Regions from separate parts of the Rattus norvegicus genome. Here region 2 is linked to region 1. The links are chromatin contacts, called in public Hi-C maps. All regions are on one chromosome and are shown on one strand. Each heading gives the region's core, a stretch centred on a gene start, on an enhancer-like site or on the middle of the called end of the contact. The rest is flanking DNA. Distances are from core to core; before and after follow the strand shown. Region 1 overlaps Arhgap21 (Rho GTPase activating protein 21). Region 2 has its middle 62 kb from the start of Arhgap21.

Evidence for each region. Hi-C and Micro-C count contacts between places; a contact is called where the count stands out from the background.
Region 2: a contact with region 1 is called in a Hi-C map of frontal cortex, with 2.0 times the contacts expected there. The contact joins two enhancer-like sites. A contact is called at or near these places in 4 of 12 Hi-C or Micro-C datasets (the Rat2 cell line, Schwann cells, frontal cortex and 1 more).

The regions. Positions count from the first base shown.
Region 1 is chr17:88,311,741-88,314,440 of GRCr8, forward strand. The region is part of intron 3 of Arhgap21 (Rho GTPase activating protein 21); the gene reads right to left. Among named protein-coding and RNA genes, the nearest start is that of Arhgap21, 67 kb to the right of the region's middle. Within about 2 kb of position 1,276, at least 33 of the 93 cell types and tissues checked have an H3K27ac peak or open chromatin away from gene starts, as enhancers often do.
Region 2 is chr17:88,441,543-88,444,242 of GRCr8, forward strand. No RefSeq gene overlaps it. Among named protein-coding and RNA genes, the nearest start is that of Arhgap21, 62 kb to the left of the region's middle. Within about 2 kb of position 1,404, at least 65 of the 93 cell types and tissues checked have an H3K27ac peak or open chromatin away from gene starts, as enhancers often do.

The DNA of each region.
Region 1 (2,700 bases), core at 26-2,525:
TTTACCACCCAATCTGCAGATCGGACAACTTCAGGGACCCAGATGAGACCTGTCACATTTCAATCACAATTACATATACTAGAAGCAAACACGTACTCTCTTTATGCAGCTTGACCTTCAAGAAATGGAGTAAAATCAGTTTAAAAACTTAAAAAGTAGACGATGTTTGAAATTACTCATGTTAAGCTTTTTCAAATCAAATACATTTAATTTTTACAAACTTTTTTTGCCATGGGAATGTTTCACACACTCAGAACCAGAGAGACTGACAGCACTAAACCCTAGGAGACTAATAACCATGAAAATCATGTTTCATTTCAGCCCACTCACACCCATATAAAGCTTTTAAAGTTAAGTCTCGGATGTCAATTCATTCATAAATGCTGTAAACTCTCTGGCAGGCACATCTGAAGGAAAGGAACGTTAGTATTGACTCACAGGTGAAGGCAAAAAGCTTCTCTGGGTCTCCACAGGAGGGAGTACTCTGCACAATGGAGTTTCACGTACAAGCTGAGCACAAACCAACCTTTTATCCTTAAATATCTACTTACCACTAAGAACTGACACAGCCCTAAAGCTATGAGACAAATCCAGAAAGGTCTCACATGTGGAAATCACATGACAGCCCCATGTTAAGTTTATAAACAAGTTACCCATTCCTGTGGATCTGCTTGGCTATATATTCAAATCCCGTGAGTTTACAGTGGACCTATTCATTTACAGATTAAAGTCTTTGAGTTTATGGTGAATCTTCTTAGCTATATACTCAAATCCCATATGTTTACAGTGGACCTGTGGGTTTATAGAAAACACACTGCATGGAAATCTCAAGTGTACAGAACGGTACCTGGCATGTAATGGATGCTCAGTAAGTACCTTCTGTCTACTTCAAAAGGTCACCCTGGAAAATGCTAACAGTAAACAGCACTTCTGAGGTTTGCCTCCAGAAGAATGCTCCTGTGGGCCTCTTCAGTCCTGGGACAGGGCGGGCACCAGAAGAGCAGTGTGAGCGCAGCACCACTAGGTGTCAGGCGTGGATCAGTTTAAAGTTATAGCTAGGCAGAAACACTGTGGGAGCCCTTATCCAACACTTCCCCCTAGTTCTCTTTGAATGAACAGTCCATGACTGCCTTTCAGAGCACTTGAAGTTCAGTAATGTTAGTCGTCCCCCTCACGTTTCAGGAGTTTCATAAATGATGTATATAAGTCACTGCCCTGTTGTTCTTGCTTTGCGAGGTTGCAATTTCTCTGGCAACCCAGACAACTTTGTTAATTGTAAGCAACAACTTCCCATCTCTGAATTTATCCACTGCTCAACCCCTTGGCCAATAAGCTTGTCAAGGCCATCCGCCCTTTGTGCGCTCTCCCCTTCAAGACTACCAGCCTCCCTCAGCAAGCTTCCTAAGATCGCCTTTGCACCCATACTTCAACAAAACTTACCAGTGACTTCACGCTCCTTCCCCAAGGCCTTTCCAAGTACACAATTTGCCCATCTAACTAGAGAGAACGCCACGCGCAGGCCAGCTCTGCCCTCGGTTCTCAGCCTGTTAGTTCGGCTGAATGAAGCTAAGTGATACAGTGAGTTGCTCTGTATGTGCAAGCGAGTTCCTGAAATGCTCAGGAAAGGCTCCTGCTGCATCCCAACCCCTGCTCCCTCAGGACGGCTCTTCCAAATCCTGGTGACGTTAAGCTGCTCTCCCCAGCTGCGGGTCACATTGGATCTGTCCCGGGTCCCTGAATCTCTGCTGCTCTGGCCTCTTTTGTTTGCTTTGCTGTGTTTGTTTTAATGTCTAGTTTTCACTTTGAAGTTTTTCTTTCTCCTGTGTCCTCTCTCAAGTAAGGATTTAGTCCTCAACAGCCTTCTTTGGGGCCTTGGTCCACAGCTAGTTAGCACTTCTCATGTACATACTCTACGCTACAGCTCTGAGGTCCCCTTGCCTCCCCACCATGCAGCGGATGAGTGGCGGTGTGCCTCTGCCTACTGCACACCCTTCACCAGGGCTGTCAGCCCTCACTAATCTCCAGCTGCTTGTGTTGCAGGGGTTTCTGAATGAACAGGCATCCCCAGGACAGGCATATACGCTCATCCATGTTACACGTCCCTGGGCGTGTACTGATGCCAGAAATGTCCCTACTCATGAATACCTGCTTTCCTTATCCCTCCACAAACTCCACTGAGCTCTGTAACTTCAATAATTTGCTACACGTAAGAAAGTATCTTTTTAGATGTGATATATCCACTACTACAAATGAAACGTTTTTCACAGGCACCTTACAATTACTACCTCTTAATCAACACAGTGACTTGCCCTCAGATCTTCCATTTATTCTCTGGTTTCACTGCTGGGACAGACTGCTGGCACATCTGTTCATGACTTGTAGATGGCCCCTCCTCTCCCTAAGAGCTCCAGAGCAGGTACTCTATCTTGTACATGGGAAACGCAGCCCCGCTCCCCAGGGACAGGATATGCTGCTCTTCAAGCATTCTTGGGCTAACAGAGTTCATCTACTCGATCCCTCACCCTAGAAAATCTAAGCATGACTCTCCATGCATCAGTAACCTACAACTAGTAACACACAACCCACCCCACCCCCACACCTGTTCTTCTCCAAAGTCTAGGCAAAGGTTACACATAAACGTCTCAGAAATGTCTCCTGAGAGGCTGCCGTCCGTTCCTCCCATCCTAGTTTCACCTGCCC
Region 2 (2,700 bases), core at 154-2,653, 130 kb after region 1:
CACAGCTGCATGGAGGATGTTGCAGAGGATACAATGGCTGCTGTGTGTGCTAGAGGACAAACATTCCCACACAGGCCCGTGCCTGGGAAACAATGGAGCGAAAAATATCCTGGAACACAATGCACTCATTTCCTGTGACAACAGTGGGTTTTGCTAGCCAGCTCCACCTGACTAAGAGCCCCTCCACCAGGGCTCATGATTTTAGAAGCTCATTTTCTTCTGGGAGTGAAAGACTTGCATAGAAAAAGAGGTAGGAAGTGGTTGGTCTCTGTCTCTCTCTTTCTTCCTCTCTCTCTCTCTTTCTCTCTCTCTCTCTCTCTCTCTCTCTCTCTGTCTCTTCCTCTCCTCTCCTCTCCTCTCCTCTCCTCTCCTCTCCTCTCCTCTCTTTTCCTCTCCTCTCTTCTCCTCTCCTCTCTTCTGCTGCAACACGAGATGTAATTAAAACTGCATTTTTTTATGCCCACAGCCCACAAAAAATTATGTGGTATTTTTTATGCCCACATAAAATTATGTGGTAAAAATACTATAGTGGTGTTAGAAGCTGTTTCGATTTTGAGTCTTTCTGACACTAAACGTTCATGATTCACCATCACTGCTTAAAACATCCTGGCAGAGCCCCCCCAGGCTTCTGTGTTTCTCAGTAAGTCTGGGCTGCTACATGACTCTCCTCCCTGCCCTGCTGAGCCTCAACAGTCACTCGAGGGAAGGTTCTCTTGAGAATTGGTGTAGAATTGCCTCCCTAATGCGTGATGCCAAGGAGCATTGGCTGAGCATGTGTGTGTCATTGGCCCAGTTGTGATTCCTGAAGTCTTCAAAAGAGTGCTGGGAGTGTACCATCATCAGTCCCTAGTGCCTTAGCCAAACTCACTTCTCAAGAGCCTCATGAACTACTCACCCAGAGCCTCCCAGGAAAGCGCTTTGTTGAGGATCGGTCTACTTGTATGGGTGACTCATCCCAAGTCTATGATGACATGGTCAGCTCTGGCATCGCTGTCAGAGAGCTCTGAATAGGGAAGCCTAGTGATCTCACAGAACAGGAAAGAAGTCTACAAGAGTCTAGCAGGGTGTTTCTTTTAAGAGTTAGTCTGAGATGAGACGGCTAAGGAACGTGTAGCCCCAACAAGCCTGTTTACTTCCAGACAAACCCTCACGAAAGTCATGAGCCCAGGGGACTGCTGACTGGCCAACTTATCCATATTGCTGTCACCATCTGAACGGCTAACATGGATCAAGAATGTTCTAGATGTTGGGAGAGTCTTGGAGGGTCCAACAGTGACAGTGGGAAGAGGGAAGGCAGGATGGAGGGGATACTTCAGGGACAGAAATGGTGCTTTGGAACAGGAACTGTCCTGAGAGACTAAGGATCGTGAATCACTATGTCCTGACTAATACCACCCATGGTGTGGTTCGCGCTGGAGCCAGAATTAGAACTGAGGTCTGCTTTGTATCTCCCTAAAAGAGCAAACCCACTTAGAGCCATTCATTAGGAGCAAAATGTAAACAGCACACGGGCCTCTGGGGGCACATTTAAAAATCTCAGCTCCTGAGGTTTGAACTTGGCTAAATTGTAGTGAGTCCCAGGGCCTCCCAGGGCCTCCCAGGGCCTGTGTTGGCAGGGATGTGATAGGAAGGAAATCAAAGATGAGATTCCTCCTGTTCTGAAGCTTGCATTTAAACCTGGAGGCACAGGTAGATGCAAGCCAGCACGGAGGGGCGTAATGCAGGCAGACCTTTCCCTCATGAGTCTGGCATAAGTGTAAGGACAGAGAAAACCCAACCTGTGGGATAATCTACCTGGTTATTGGAAACTCAGAAGCACACAGAGAAGGGACTGGTGAGCCTGGAGGAAGCAAGTTGCATCCAGTGGCAAATACCATTCATGCCGGGGTGGGGAAGGGTGATAGTGGTGGGGTCAAAGCAGCAGCAAGTGGGGCCCTCCCTGATCATAGGCAGCAAACAGGTCTGTGTGGCTGGGCTGCAGGCCATGTACTAACAAGCAATGAGAATGACCTCATGAAGAGGAACCTACATTTACAACATTCCTGGCATACCTGAAGGTAGGGACTGTCTGCCATTTGAGACACTGAAGAATCTACCCTGGTTTGATAGGTAAGGGATGAGGCCAGATGTAGGTAAAACAAAGAGATTCCTTGCTTGCTTTCCTAGAAGTCCACAGTTGGCCACTGCCAGTGATTCCAAGGCATTGACTAAGACATAGATCAGTGTAGGAGGGTAAGAGAGCTCTACTGCATTCCGGGTATGACGCTGGGCTTCTGGGGCATGATCGGTAGGCCGTGGGCATGTTGTTGTTGATGATGATGTTGATGTTTGTTTTTTTAGAACAACTATGTTTTGTCACAATAGTTCTAGAAGAAAACTTACATCACTGAAAACTCTTGATCTTTACTTATTTGTCCCATATTACTTATAGGCATCTTAAAGTTTGCTCTTACCAATAGCTTGTGTTCTATTAATTGCTTATGCCCTGAAGTGACACAGTAAGGGCCTTTTGTCTGTCTGGGTTTCCAGGTAAAATAAAATGAAGCAGGATGAGCAAAAAAGCAGGGATCTGCTGGTCCTGGGTTGGGTGTCAGTGTTGTAGAGGTTTAGAGTCCTGGCTTTGACATTTCACTTCTTTGCTTTTCTCTCATAAAGGAGGGTGGGGCCTGTTGGGTCTTAACTGTTTATAGGATATGTGAT